Regions from separate parts of the Acanthopagrus latus genome. Here region 2 is linked to region 1. The links are chromatin contacts, called in public Hi-C maps. All regions are on one chromosome and are shown on one strand. Each heading gives the region's core, a stretch centred on a gene start, on an enhancer-like site or on the middle of the called end of the contact. The rest is flanking DNA. Distances are from core to core; before and after follow the strand shown.

What was found. Hi-C and Micro-C count contacts between places; a contact is called where the count stands out from the background.
Region 2: a contact with region 1 is called in a Hi-C map of muscle, with 4 times the contacts expected there. The contact joins the promoter of rpia here to the promoter of c16h20orf194 in region 1. A contact is called at or near these places in 2 of 4 Hi-C or Micro-C datasets (both in muscle).

The regions. Positions count from the first base shown.
Region 1 is chr16:3,159,891-3,165,830 of fAcaLat1.1, forward strand. c16h20orf194 reads left to right here and starts at 3,284. Exons shown (of 37, transcript XM_037071175.1): 1 at 3,284-3,465; 2 at 4,418-4,497; 3 at 4,643-4,768; 4 at 4,872-4,996; 5 at 5,318-5,414; 6 at 5,632-5,738; 7 at 5,819-5,896. The coding sequence starts at 3,410. It overlaps LOC119005138 (GTPase IMAP family member 8-like), which reads right to left and starts at 3,035. Exons shown (of 4, transcript XM_037072659.1): 1 at 2,985-3,035; 2 at 1,999-2,078; 3 at 1,052-1,882; 4 at 1-332. The coding sequence starts at 2,008.
Region 2 is chr16:3,298,405-3,304,344 of fAcaLat1.1, forward strand. It overlaps rpia (ribose-5-phosphate isomerase), which reads left to right and starts at 2,322. Exons shown (of 9, transcript XM_037125504.1): 1 at 2,322-2,624; 2 at 3,896-3,956; 3 at 4,083-4,138; 4 at 4,400-4,459; 5 at 4,693-4,757; 6 at 4,847-4,915; 7 at 5,024-5,165. The coding sequence starts at 2,418.

The DNA.
Region 1 (5,940 bases), core at 2,034-4,533:
CTCGCACTCGCCCTGGGTGAAGCGCCCTACTTGGAGCACCAGCAGGAAGACGTGAGGTCCAGGGAAGGACAGAGCCAAGCAGTCCTTGACCTGCTCCAGATTCTCCACCCCGTCCTCGTCCCACAGCTCGGGGGTGTCCACCAGGATGAGCGGCTTCCCTGCTGCAAACACCTCCTTTCTCTCACAGGACAGGGTGGGCTGAGGGGGTTCAGGATCTGAGCCACTGACGGAGTATTGATTACCTGCTCTCTCCAGAATTAGATTCAGAGCGGAAGTCTTCCCGCTGCCAGAGAGACCCAACAGGATGATGGATGTCTTCTTTGTGTCGTCACCTTAAAGCATAAAAGAAAAACTGGCTGTTAGAAAGCACACAGACAGAGTTCCTGAGTTTTGGTTGCCTTGTTGGGGTTAAAGGATGTTACAGATATAGATATAGATATTGTAGACTGTGCCCAGAGTGGAGTCCATGGATCAAAGTTGGTCAGCTATCAGGTTTTATTTGCCCTGCCAGATGTTTCTAGCAAACATTACACACACACTAAAATGTTCTTTAAATAGGCTTGCAGGAGCATACCTAATTAGTTTTTCACATTTTTCTTGCTGTAATCTGAGCACAGCAGCCAGAGTGCCAATTTGTGCATGAAAAAAAAAGGGAACTTCCAAAGATAAGCCGGCAAAACATTTCCTTCATCTGTTCTTACACCATGAACAATATTTTGATTAGACTCGAAAAATGGATCGTCAGACAACAGTTTCTTGGCCCCTGGTCCACTTTTAACGTTGAATTTTGACCCTCTAAAGTAAAGACTTTGGGCGGCCCTGCTGTAGATGACCCACACTGGTATGTAACTCTATCGCCCCCTAGTGAGAGAAGTGTGCAGTTAACTTACTCGCAACAGAACTTTTCTCCATGAAATCTTTTTCTGAAGTGTCCCACATGAAATCAAAGTTGATCTAGAACATCTCATAGTCCATTCTTAGTAACCATCATGTGAATTTTTGAAGCACAACTCAACTAACTCTGATTTAAAACAGAAAAAAAGCATCTCACCATCAGCGGCCCTCATGTGGATCTGCGACATGGCTCTGTGGCTTGTCACAGCTTCCTCCAGGCTCTCTCTTTTTGTCTCGTATTGCTTATTTTCAGCCGCCTCCATCTTTCTTTCCTCTGCATGTTTCTTCTTCAGCCCCTCCATCTCTTTAGCTCTCCTCTCCTCCTGCTCCTGCATCCGCTGCTTGAAGGCCTGCTCCTTCTCCTCGGCCTCCTGCACCTTCCGTTTCAGCATCATCATGGCCGAGTCCTCCGTGCTCCTCTTCCTCGCCTCGGTCAGCATGGCGTCTGTGTAGCCCGTTGCACCGTTTTCAGCCAGCATGTAGTCGACCATCTCAAACAGGGCTTGAAGTTTGTCTGTTGCATTGGATGATGTGATGCGGCAGTATCTCCCCTCGCACATGTTTATTAGCTCCAGAAGGGCGTCTTCCAACGTGTCAGCAACCTCTCCATCTTCCAAAGAGAGCACCACCAGGTATTTTAAAGCCTCAGCTCCAAAGTGAGCCTGCAGCGTCTCCACCATTCTTCTTTGCCTCTTGGTGTAATGTCCACCTTGGATCAGCAGCAGAAATGTAATGACTCCATCTGCGCAGGATTTAAAGCAGCCATCTATCGCCTGGCTGATGCCCTCCTCCGTCACATCCTCCTTTAAATCTGCATAGTGCAAGCTGATCGAGTGACCGTCTACCGCCAAGTCACACACTTGACTTGATCCCAGACTGAACTGGACATGTTTCTTCCCAGAGTTATCCTGCAGCAGAGACTTGAAAGCGAGCCATTCCTCCTCTGCGGATATGACCACCATCCTCTGACTTGTGTTAGTTATGCCTTCTGCCAAACAACACAGTAATGACTCGTCAATAAAATTATCATTTTTGATATGTTCTGCAACCTTAAATACAGTGAATAAGTCTGAAAGTATACATTTTAGAAAAACAACTACTCACGGTGCGACATGTCTTTGCAGGTGCTCTCACGGGTCTGAGATGCTTGTCAGCTCAAGATAACCTGAAACTGGATCCTCTGGCTCCTCAACAAACAAGATAATGGGCAGAAAAAAACCTAAGATGCTTCCTGCTTACAACATCTCACATGTCACCTGCAGTTATATTGACGAGGAAGTGCATTCCACAACACAACTTGGAATGACCCAACCGCTTGCCCTGTGCATCTTTTTGTGCTTCTGTCACGGTTAAATTAAACTTCCTCCACTCAGGAGCTTTGCTTTACGCACACATAACCTGAAGGCTCTCTCCCTCTCCTTTTTGTCATACAAACACTCACATAAAGTTGCTTTAGTGACTCATTTCATTATCTTACTTCATTCCCCTGAGACTAACCCTAGCATAAAGCACAACCACTGCAGGCCTAACCCTGAGCCTGACTCTCACCTCAAGCAGAAACCACATTTACCTTAATGGTTACCGGCTGTTTGCCCTCAAATACAGTCAGTGAATCCACGACAATGTACATGTGTGAAGCGACTCACATCCCCACAATGCAGGCCTAAGTAAGTGGTGAGTTGCAAGCACCTAATCAGCTGACGTAGCCCAATATTTCCTGTTCCCACCTGACTCTATCAAGCCGCTGCACTCTGCACAATAATGCCAGCGGGAGAGGCATCCTGTGATTGTTTTCCTCTTCGCACTTATTGCTGAATCAGCCTCAATGCAGATATTTTGCCAAAACAGGAAACGCAGTGCCACGAGATGCCAGATAAAATGTGGTCCAGTGACCAGGTGAGTATGCACATCAACGGTGATGACCCAGATGAAAAAACACTGGTGTTCTCTCTCACAGAAAAACAACATTTATGGTATTTTTTAAAATTATTTGATTAAAATGTCATTACATTTAAATCAACATAAAACATGCATTTATCACTGGTAGCACACGGATGTGCTGTGATAGTTGCACAGATGTAAATACATACAGTATGTGAAGGAGTTCCCCTGCACACACAGCAGCTGAGATTACTGAGGGATTGCACCATCTCCCTCTGCTGCTGTCAACTGGCCCAAAACAAGGCAGGACTACAGACAAAAATGGGGGGGGAAACCGTCTGGCAAAATCAGATACATTCACATTTGTTAATCGTTTGATTTGGCTAATATGTGATATGATGCCATTAACATAAAATGCTTTAGAAATATTAATAATCTGTCGTGTATGTATTCGATTTACTATCTAAATTATCGTACTGGTATTCTGGACTCCCCTAAATATCAAATGGTTCGCTCCGTTGCTCTGCTATCTTGTGTGGACATTCTCCAGGGTGATGGAGGAGATGTAGCTATTCAGCCTGAAAATACATCGCTTTAAAAACGCAAATTGTGTGAACTGTGACAACAAATTACAATGGCCGGTATAAGGAGAGTGAACGGGAAATTATCGGGAGTCAACCCGGCCGTCAGGTAAACGCCAACATCGAGTTGTGTTCACGGCCAACGGCTGAGCGAAACCGTTAAGCTAGCGAGGCTAACGTTAGCCGGAGCCGCTGACTGATATTTGTCGGTTTGTGATCGTCGGTTAATGTTAACGGTTCCGGAAAAAACACAGTGCTAATGTTAGCAAAATGTCTAACAAGCTACAGGTCATATTAACTAGCTGGTTAAGATACATAGTTATCAACCTTGTAACACCCACGTCGAGGAATTCCCCGTTATTTGTAATTGTTAAAACGTTAAACATGCTATTATGATGTATAGCTAATGAATTGTGTGGTATCTTTTACTGCATTCCGACACACAAACACACAATAAATGATATGCAACGCTAATAATTGCACATATAAGAGTTCATAATTACATATTCGTCATTATCCCGTCATCAGTTGAGAGAGTATTTCTAGTTGTTATGAGAAAAACAGTGGTCGAAATGTTTGTTAGTCATAACATGTGAACTCGTGACTGGGGGGTTAATTTGGGGTATTAATATTTATCATCATGATTGTCTCATACATTGTTAATAAATGCACTGAATAGATTCAACCCTACTGGTAAACTTCACCTGAAGTATGACAAAGAAATTCAATATAAGGTGCGAGTAACTGGCTATTTACAGAGAGGATGGAATAGTTCACTTCTCCTCAGATGGTTTGTGTTATACAGACCGCCAAAGCACTTTATAACACTTGTCACATTCATCTGTCCACACACACATTCATACACTAATGGCAGACACTGCGATGCAAGGTGCCAACCTGCTCATCAGGAGCAACCGGGGGTCAGTGTCTTGCTCAAGGGTACTTTGACATGAACCTTCTGATTATTCGACGATCCTTTGTCTCCTGAGCTTCTACTAAATAACTGAATAAAGGTTGTGACTAACTAGTTATATCTGGTGTTTTATTTTTTCATTTTCCAGTTGCTGTCGTCTGCGTCAGGTTCAGTCTCTGCTCTGTGAGGGTGGAACTGCTACTCCTGATGGCATCCTGTGCTCTCTCGGTATATCATCTCGCAAAAATTATTATCTTTAAGCTTGTATTTGCATGTCTTACTAAGACTCGAGTAAGTTATTTTGTAGCACAGATGCTGAATAAAACAATTTATAGTCATCCCAATACAAATGGGTTTTTTGTGTGTGTTATAGGAATTGACAGCAGATATAATGAGGGATGCACTGAGCTGGCAAAATACCTGTTCTATGGCTTGTATGGAAGAAACCAGCTGAATCTGGAACACGTCCTTGAGGAATTTCCTGAAGAAATGCTGGATGGTGAGTTGTCCCAAGTGTTGTGCACTAGATTTTGAATCATGTTTTTGTACCTGCTTTATTTCTTAACTGCTCTACTCTGACACGTCGCTTGTCTGCTTTCTAGATGTAATCTTGCTGATTAAGGCAGAGTGTGTCCACCTGTACTGCAACCCAATGAACTACAGTTACCTGCTGCCTTACGTGTCCCACTGGAGGAACCTGCATCTCTACTGCATGACTGAGGCAGAGGTTAAAAAGATCACCTCCTTCCCTACAGGGCTATTATTCATGTTAATTATGCTTCCTGTATGTGTAAGATAGGAGTAGGAACCTTATCAAGATTATTTAGGCATGTTGACCATCCACCTGCCTACAGGTTTAACCGCTATAGGGTATTTCATCACTGACACAATGTGTTCTACACAGGTAGTTGAGCCTTTTCAGAGTTGTTACTTGCCTTATATTGCTCTGAAAACTCAAAAAGCCAACACAATCGTAAATATGACCTTTTACAGCAGTGTAAATAATCAGAATTTTGAGTTCCTGTTATGTTTCCCCTTCTACTCACAGTATGAAGATGAGGAGGCAGCAGAGGAGTTCAAAATCTCCAGTTTTGTCACAATGGTGCAGGACTGCTTCCGAATCGGTGTACCAAACAGCTCCCAAGGTACATATCATCACATTTCTAATCTCCTCATTCATTCGATACACTGTGTGAAAGAGCTTGTGAAATGTGTCCCACACACACAGTAACATGACATTATGTCTCAGTAAACTAGAATACAATGTCATTTTTGCTAGTTTCACCGTGTCGGCAGTATGTACTTACGGGATAATTACACCAACAACAGCAGTAATTATACCTGTCCTGCTGTTACTTTTAGGACACATCCAGAGGTTTGATATGTTTATGGTGGAAAAGTGGCCCCTGATCCAAGCGTTTGCCCTGGAAGGCATCGGTGGAGGAAGCTTTTTTACCCTGAAGTACAAGGTATCTGGTAGAGTGTAGAAATAATTATTTTTAACAACATATTTGTACTACTACATTGTACTTACCTATTGCTTTTCCAGCTCATGGACATGAGTGAGAAGCTGTGGCAGGTTTACAACAGACTCGACCCAGTGTCCCTAGATACAGTCTTCACAGAGGTAACACAGAGCTCCGATTTTCATTAGCTGTTGCATTAAAGATT
Region 2 (5,940 bases), core at 1,072-3,571, 140 kb after region 1:
ACAGTGCCACAGGATTTTATTACGGTTTAGTTGCTTTCCCAAATATCCAAATGGCAGCTCCCTCATGCAGTTCCGTTCAACTTTTTTGTCTTACAGATGTGAGAGAGATGTCCAATTTAAGCGAGACGTCTCACGCCGAGATAGCGAGGAGTGAAAGGAAGGAGAAAAAAAAAAAAAAAAAAAAGCTGGGCAGCATTTACATAATCCTCGGACTAAAGCTTAAGACAGCAGGAGTGAGAGAAGAGACAGAGAGAGAGAGAGGGGGAGAGAGATGGCAGAGGTGTGAAGTAATATGTACAGTTTGCAATGCAAAGTTTAGTTTCTATCAACTATCCATTATAATCCACGGCAAGGTATTAGTTTCTAACTTTGGACCGAGTACAGAGGTTTAACCATTCTTCTTCTTACGTGACAGTATCGTTGTTGTTCCTTGATATCTTCTCTGTACCGACGATTTTTTGGAATAGCAGCAAAACTTCTCTCAGATGAACTCGAACATTTGGATTCAGAGTGAACGACGCGCTCTGTTTGTGAAACCTTTGACTCCCCTCCTCCTCCTCCTCCTCCTCCTCCTCCTCCTCCTCCTCCTCTTCTTCCTCCTGAATTGGATTTGTTTGAAAAATTGCGTACTGTGGTGTTTTCGTTTGGTTTTTTTTTTTCCTGTTTCCTTTCCTGATTTCATATAGCCGACAGTACTTTTTCTAATCATGAATGTAAGATGTGTGGATTTTTATATAGCATACTAATTTAGGTGTCAAACAGAATCTGTAATTTTTGTCAAAAAGATCAGCTATATTTGTAAGCTGTAATATGTAAAAACGAGAAAAAAAATGGTTATCAAACAGAATGTGTTGGTTTATTATAGTATATATATATACTGTACACTGAAAAAGAGAGACTATCTCAAGCTGTTTGCCAAATAAAAAGTAGTAGTGATGTAAATATCTGTGTGTTTGTGTTCACTGGGCCGCAGCAGGCTGTGTTTAATCTTTTATATGTATATTTTTGGCCTTTAAAGGAGGATTTCTTGTGATCTTAATGAACCTTCTGACCATTTCTGCAGTGCAGCGGTTCTCAAAGATCCAGGGGTCCTTGAGGAGGATTTCAGGGGGTCCCAAGAAAAAAAAAAGGAATTATTTATTTTCACTATAATTTCGAATATGAGTATTTTGATCAGGGGCTTCAGATGCTTTTTGTAATATTACATCTACAAACAAAAATCCTATCAGATGGGGAGCAGTGGGATTAAATCAGAAGATCATTTTGGGGTCAGTGGTTTAATTTTGATGTAAAAAGTTAGAGAGCGACTCCTCTGATGGCAACTAGGTGCCAAAAAAGGTCGAGAAGTTGAAGGTTACATGTTTTATTTTAATTAACTGGGAGATCACCTTCGATAATTACACATACTGAGAAATTGCATTTATGTCAGATTATAAAACAGATTTGTAATCTTGTTTATGTTGTTTTAGATCACATAGCGCTTGATTTTAATCCAAATCCAATGTCATTTTATTGATTTTAACAAAAGGTAAAAGGAGTTTTAGTATGTGCATGTTGATATTCCCCAAAAGTGTAAAACATTGTTTGAAATTTTCAGTATCATATCAATCTTCTGTATTTCCCTTTGAACACACAACTCTCACCAGTTTTCAGTCCCTGCCTCTCTTTGTTGAGCACAAAAAATATCACTTTTAGGCATTTTTGCTTTTATTAGACAGCAGAAAGTTGGAGAAATGATTGAACTGGTGATGTTGTGATGTCTATACTTTCTACTCCTTGTCGGAGATATGTGACTCTCACAAGACAAACACACCACAAACATATGATGATCTTACAGAATATGATGCTTTGCTGCAGATAATCTACCCAAAGGTAGATAAAGTAGATAGAAATGAGCTCAAACTTCAAAAATCCACAGCTTGGAAATTAAATATGCAATTTAATTCAGCAACATTAATCCAAAAGCATGACACATTAACTTTGTTTAAGTTATTTAGGACACCTCTTGCACCACCATGAGGCCAAACACACAAATGTTACACACAATAAAATCACAACAGAACATTCCTGCTCCCAAGAGGATGAACCTGGTTTTATTTATTTATTTTTTTTTTACATTTGTACTGACTGCATGGCTTCTCCTCTGGTGCCCCCCTCAGGACAAACTTTATATCATACGCCAAAACTGAGGCTCTCTGTGCAGCCCCCTCTTCCTTCATGTGTGATGACGTCGCGTGTTTTGTAAACGTAAACATCCCGCAAAACAAACAAACAAACAAAAAAACAAATCCACTAAAAGCTGAACTCCGCACTTGAATGCGCATGCGCAGGAGAAGCTCAGCTCTGCAGGTAGAGGAGGACTCCTGCCTGTCTGCCGTCTCTTGTGGGCCTGTCTGTGTGTTTTGGGGGGCCGGGTCATGAGACTGCGGGGCTGGGTCTCCTTCAGTAAGCTCGCAGCTGGTTCTCTGTCCTCAGCATCCTGGAGGAGGAAGCAGCCGCAGGCAGCAGCAGCAGCGACTCTCTGCAGACAGAAACACGTGTGTCTCCTCAGTCAGTCCGGAGCCAACATGGCAGAGGAGGCGAAGAAACTGGCCGCTTACGCTGCTGTGGATAACCACGTCCAGGTACCGTCAGCTCACCTGAGATATCATCTCCACACAGGCTCGATTCAAGATGCAGCTATTTGTTAGTTTTTTTAGCTAGCACGCTAGCTAGAAGTTAGCTAACATGCAGGCGGTGTAGCCTAGCTTAGCTAACTTATTATCTAACCAGCACGCTTTTGGAGGGAATTAGCACGCTGTTATGCATGTTTGTCCCGAGATAGTGGGCTAAATCTGCTAACAGACGTGTTACAGCATGTGTTGGACAGCATTAGGTGATGACCGTCCAAAAATAGACGAGCTAACATGTGTTTGGACTCACAGCCTCAGGGCTAACAACTTTGTACTGCTGCTGTAATTTATTTAGTTCTTCATAATAAAGCAGAGTTTTGTCTTTTTAAAAGCTGGATAGTGAATGTGTGAAGCAGCAGGAGGTTATTTTGATTGTTCCAGCTGCTTGAATCAGACATTTAAACCTCCCACATCACAATAATTAGCTCATAAAAATGTCAGAAACAAGAAAAGTTGACCTGCAACATGTGCTAAGAGCATTTTACACGCAGGTGTTCATGGTGTTTTGTTCTTTTACTGTTTGAAAACAAAATACACAATGATTATAATCAGTAAAATCAACTCTTAAGACTGTTCATGATATTGTGAAAGCTGCAATGATTAGTCGATTAATCATTTAGTGGATTGCAAGAAAATGAATCACCAAATATTGTGATCAATAAATCAAAATGGACTGAAAAATGATCATTATGTTCCTCAAATTTGCTGGTTTCAGCTTCTTAAATGTCAGGATTTGCTGCCCGTTTGATGAAGAGTATGTTTTTGGACTAAAGAAATGTGTTTTTGAAGTTTGTTAGATTTTTCTATAGACTAAACAATTAATCAATCAACCTTAATAATCAGCAGATCAATGGAAAAGGAAAATACTGGTTTCATTAGTCGCATTAGTTTCAGGTTTAATGTCTAACTAGAGATGGAAGTGATAATCGGTGCTTATACATCAGGTTGTGTTCATGCAAAAACAAGTGTATGACTTGACTTTGTCCCCTAAACTTTATCAAAATGAACTCAGAGTGTATAAATCATTAACATGTTGAATATTAAATACATGAAAAATCACATTACGACCACCTGGAAATGAAAACGCCTGCAGGAATGTACAGATGTGTAAATGCTCCTGCAGCTCATGGCAGTTTTGTTTTTAGCTCTCAGCCACTTTAATCGCTTGTTGTGAAATTTAGCGTCATGGCATCAGTGTTGAGTTCGTCTCCTGTCTCTCGTAGAACAACCAGGTGGTCGGAGTCGGCAGCGGATCAACCATCGTGTACGCTGTGGACAGATTAGGTGAGTGGAAACCATCATAAACCAGAGTCTGGTTACGTTTGGATGCTCTTCTTTACGTTTATGTTTTTCTGCTTCATGATTACGAGCTAACCTGGCGCACTAACGATCCGTGTTGTTTTGTTCCAGCTGAGAGAGTTCGTCAGGAGAAGCTCAACATCGTGTGTGTGCCGACCTCCTTCCAGGTCAGTTTGAGTCTTACGTCCACACCAACATGGCTTCTGATTATATTCATCCTGGTGACTCGATGTTGTAAACACAGTGTTTAGCAACAGAACGTACTGCAACATCCTGCCTTTGAATGCAACTCGTTACCACACAGCATCTTTTCTTTTGCTTTCCTATAAAAATGTGCACTTTTCCTTTATTCTGCTGTTTCTTTTTTTTTTGTCTCACTTCTCGGCCGTCACATTCTCTCCCGTCTCTCTCGGCTCGTCCTCCCACAGGCCCGTCAGCTGATTCTGCAGCACGGCCTCACTCTGTCGGATCTGGACAGGCACCCAGAGGTATGAAGAGCTCTTCTCAAATTGAACTGAAAGCCTGGGAAATGAGGAAGGGGCCGCAATATGTTGGCGCTCAAAAACCTGTCAGTTCGAATCGGAGCTGCTGTGAAAATTATAAGCGTGCAGCTGCGAGGAGAGACGTGGTCGGTGGAGCTGACGGTTACGTTTTGGTTCTGGAGGTTTATTCGCTTTGTTTTCCTGCCTCAGTTGTTTGTCTTTACTTTCCTCCCGCACAGCTGGACGTGGCGATCGACGGGGCAGATGAGGTGGACGCAGATCTCACGCTGATTAAAGGTGGAGGGTGAGTAGAGTTTTAACACTCGCAGCAGAACGTAAAAACAGCATCTCCTGTGATTTCTGCCTCACGCTCGTCCTCCCTGCGTCTCACAGCGGCTGCCTGACTCAGGAGAAGATCGTCGCCGGCTGTGCTAAACATTTCGTTGTCATCGCCGACTACAGGTGTGTGTTTAAGTCACCTTGAGAAGAAAGTGAAACAACAGTCAGAGCCATCAGTGGAAAAAAAGAAATGATGATTGTTCTGTTTTTTGTTTTTTGTTTTCCTCTCAGGAAGGACTCGAAGGCTCTGGGCCAGCAGTGGAAGAAGGGAGTTCCTATCGAGGTGATCCCCATGGCGTACGTCCCCGTCTCCAGGACGATAGCCAAACGCTTCGGAGGGGAAGCCAACTTGCGGATGGCTGTCAGTAAAGCTGTAAGTGTTCTCACGATTTTATAATATTTGTTTTCATGTTTGTACTGTTGGATCTGTCAGGTTCTTTATCAGGAGTTTGTGCTGTGAGCTCATGTTTCAGTCCCCCCCTCCTCCCCATCCAGACAGATTCTCCTGTGACTTGGGTTGTAACGGGCCAATCAGAACCGTTGATCTAATACAGGGGCTGATCTGATGAGACGACTGACGGAGGAGCGTCTCCCGTCTTGAGTTTTAAATGCAAGTCACAAGTTTTGCTGCTCCGATTGGTTGAAGTTCTGTCCAATCACGTCCAGTCTGCAGCTCCGTCCAGCACAACACACGTCAGGCTCATGGAGCTCAGATCGAACTACGTGACGGTTCATCCAATAGAACCCCGAGGCATTTTTTGGTCCGCGCCTGTTATAAATCGATACACACAGGTTGAAAATGATGAGTGGTTATATTTTTTATTTGATATGGTGACAGTAAAGAAACGATCAGAGCAGCTCAACCACTTACACGCCACTTAGTTTATTAAAACATTTAATAAGCATTACATCACTTTTATTATCGCCCTGAGTGCTTTTAATGCAGGCTCGTTGTTACATAACGCTCTTTTTGTGACATTAATGAAATCAAACGATGCACCAAACGTAACTTGTGCGTGAGTTTGAAAGTACTGCGTGGATCTGTCGACGCAGTGCAGCTGTTTCCTCATGAGTGGGACTCTGTTTCTTCAGTACGTGCTGGTGATTTAATTCTACAGGTGGTGATAAGATCTGAGATAGGCTGCAGT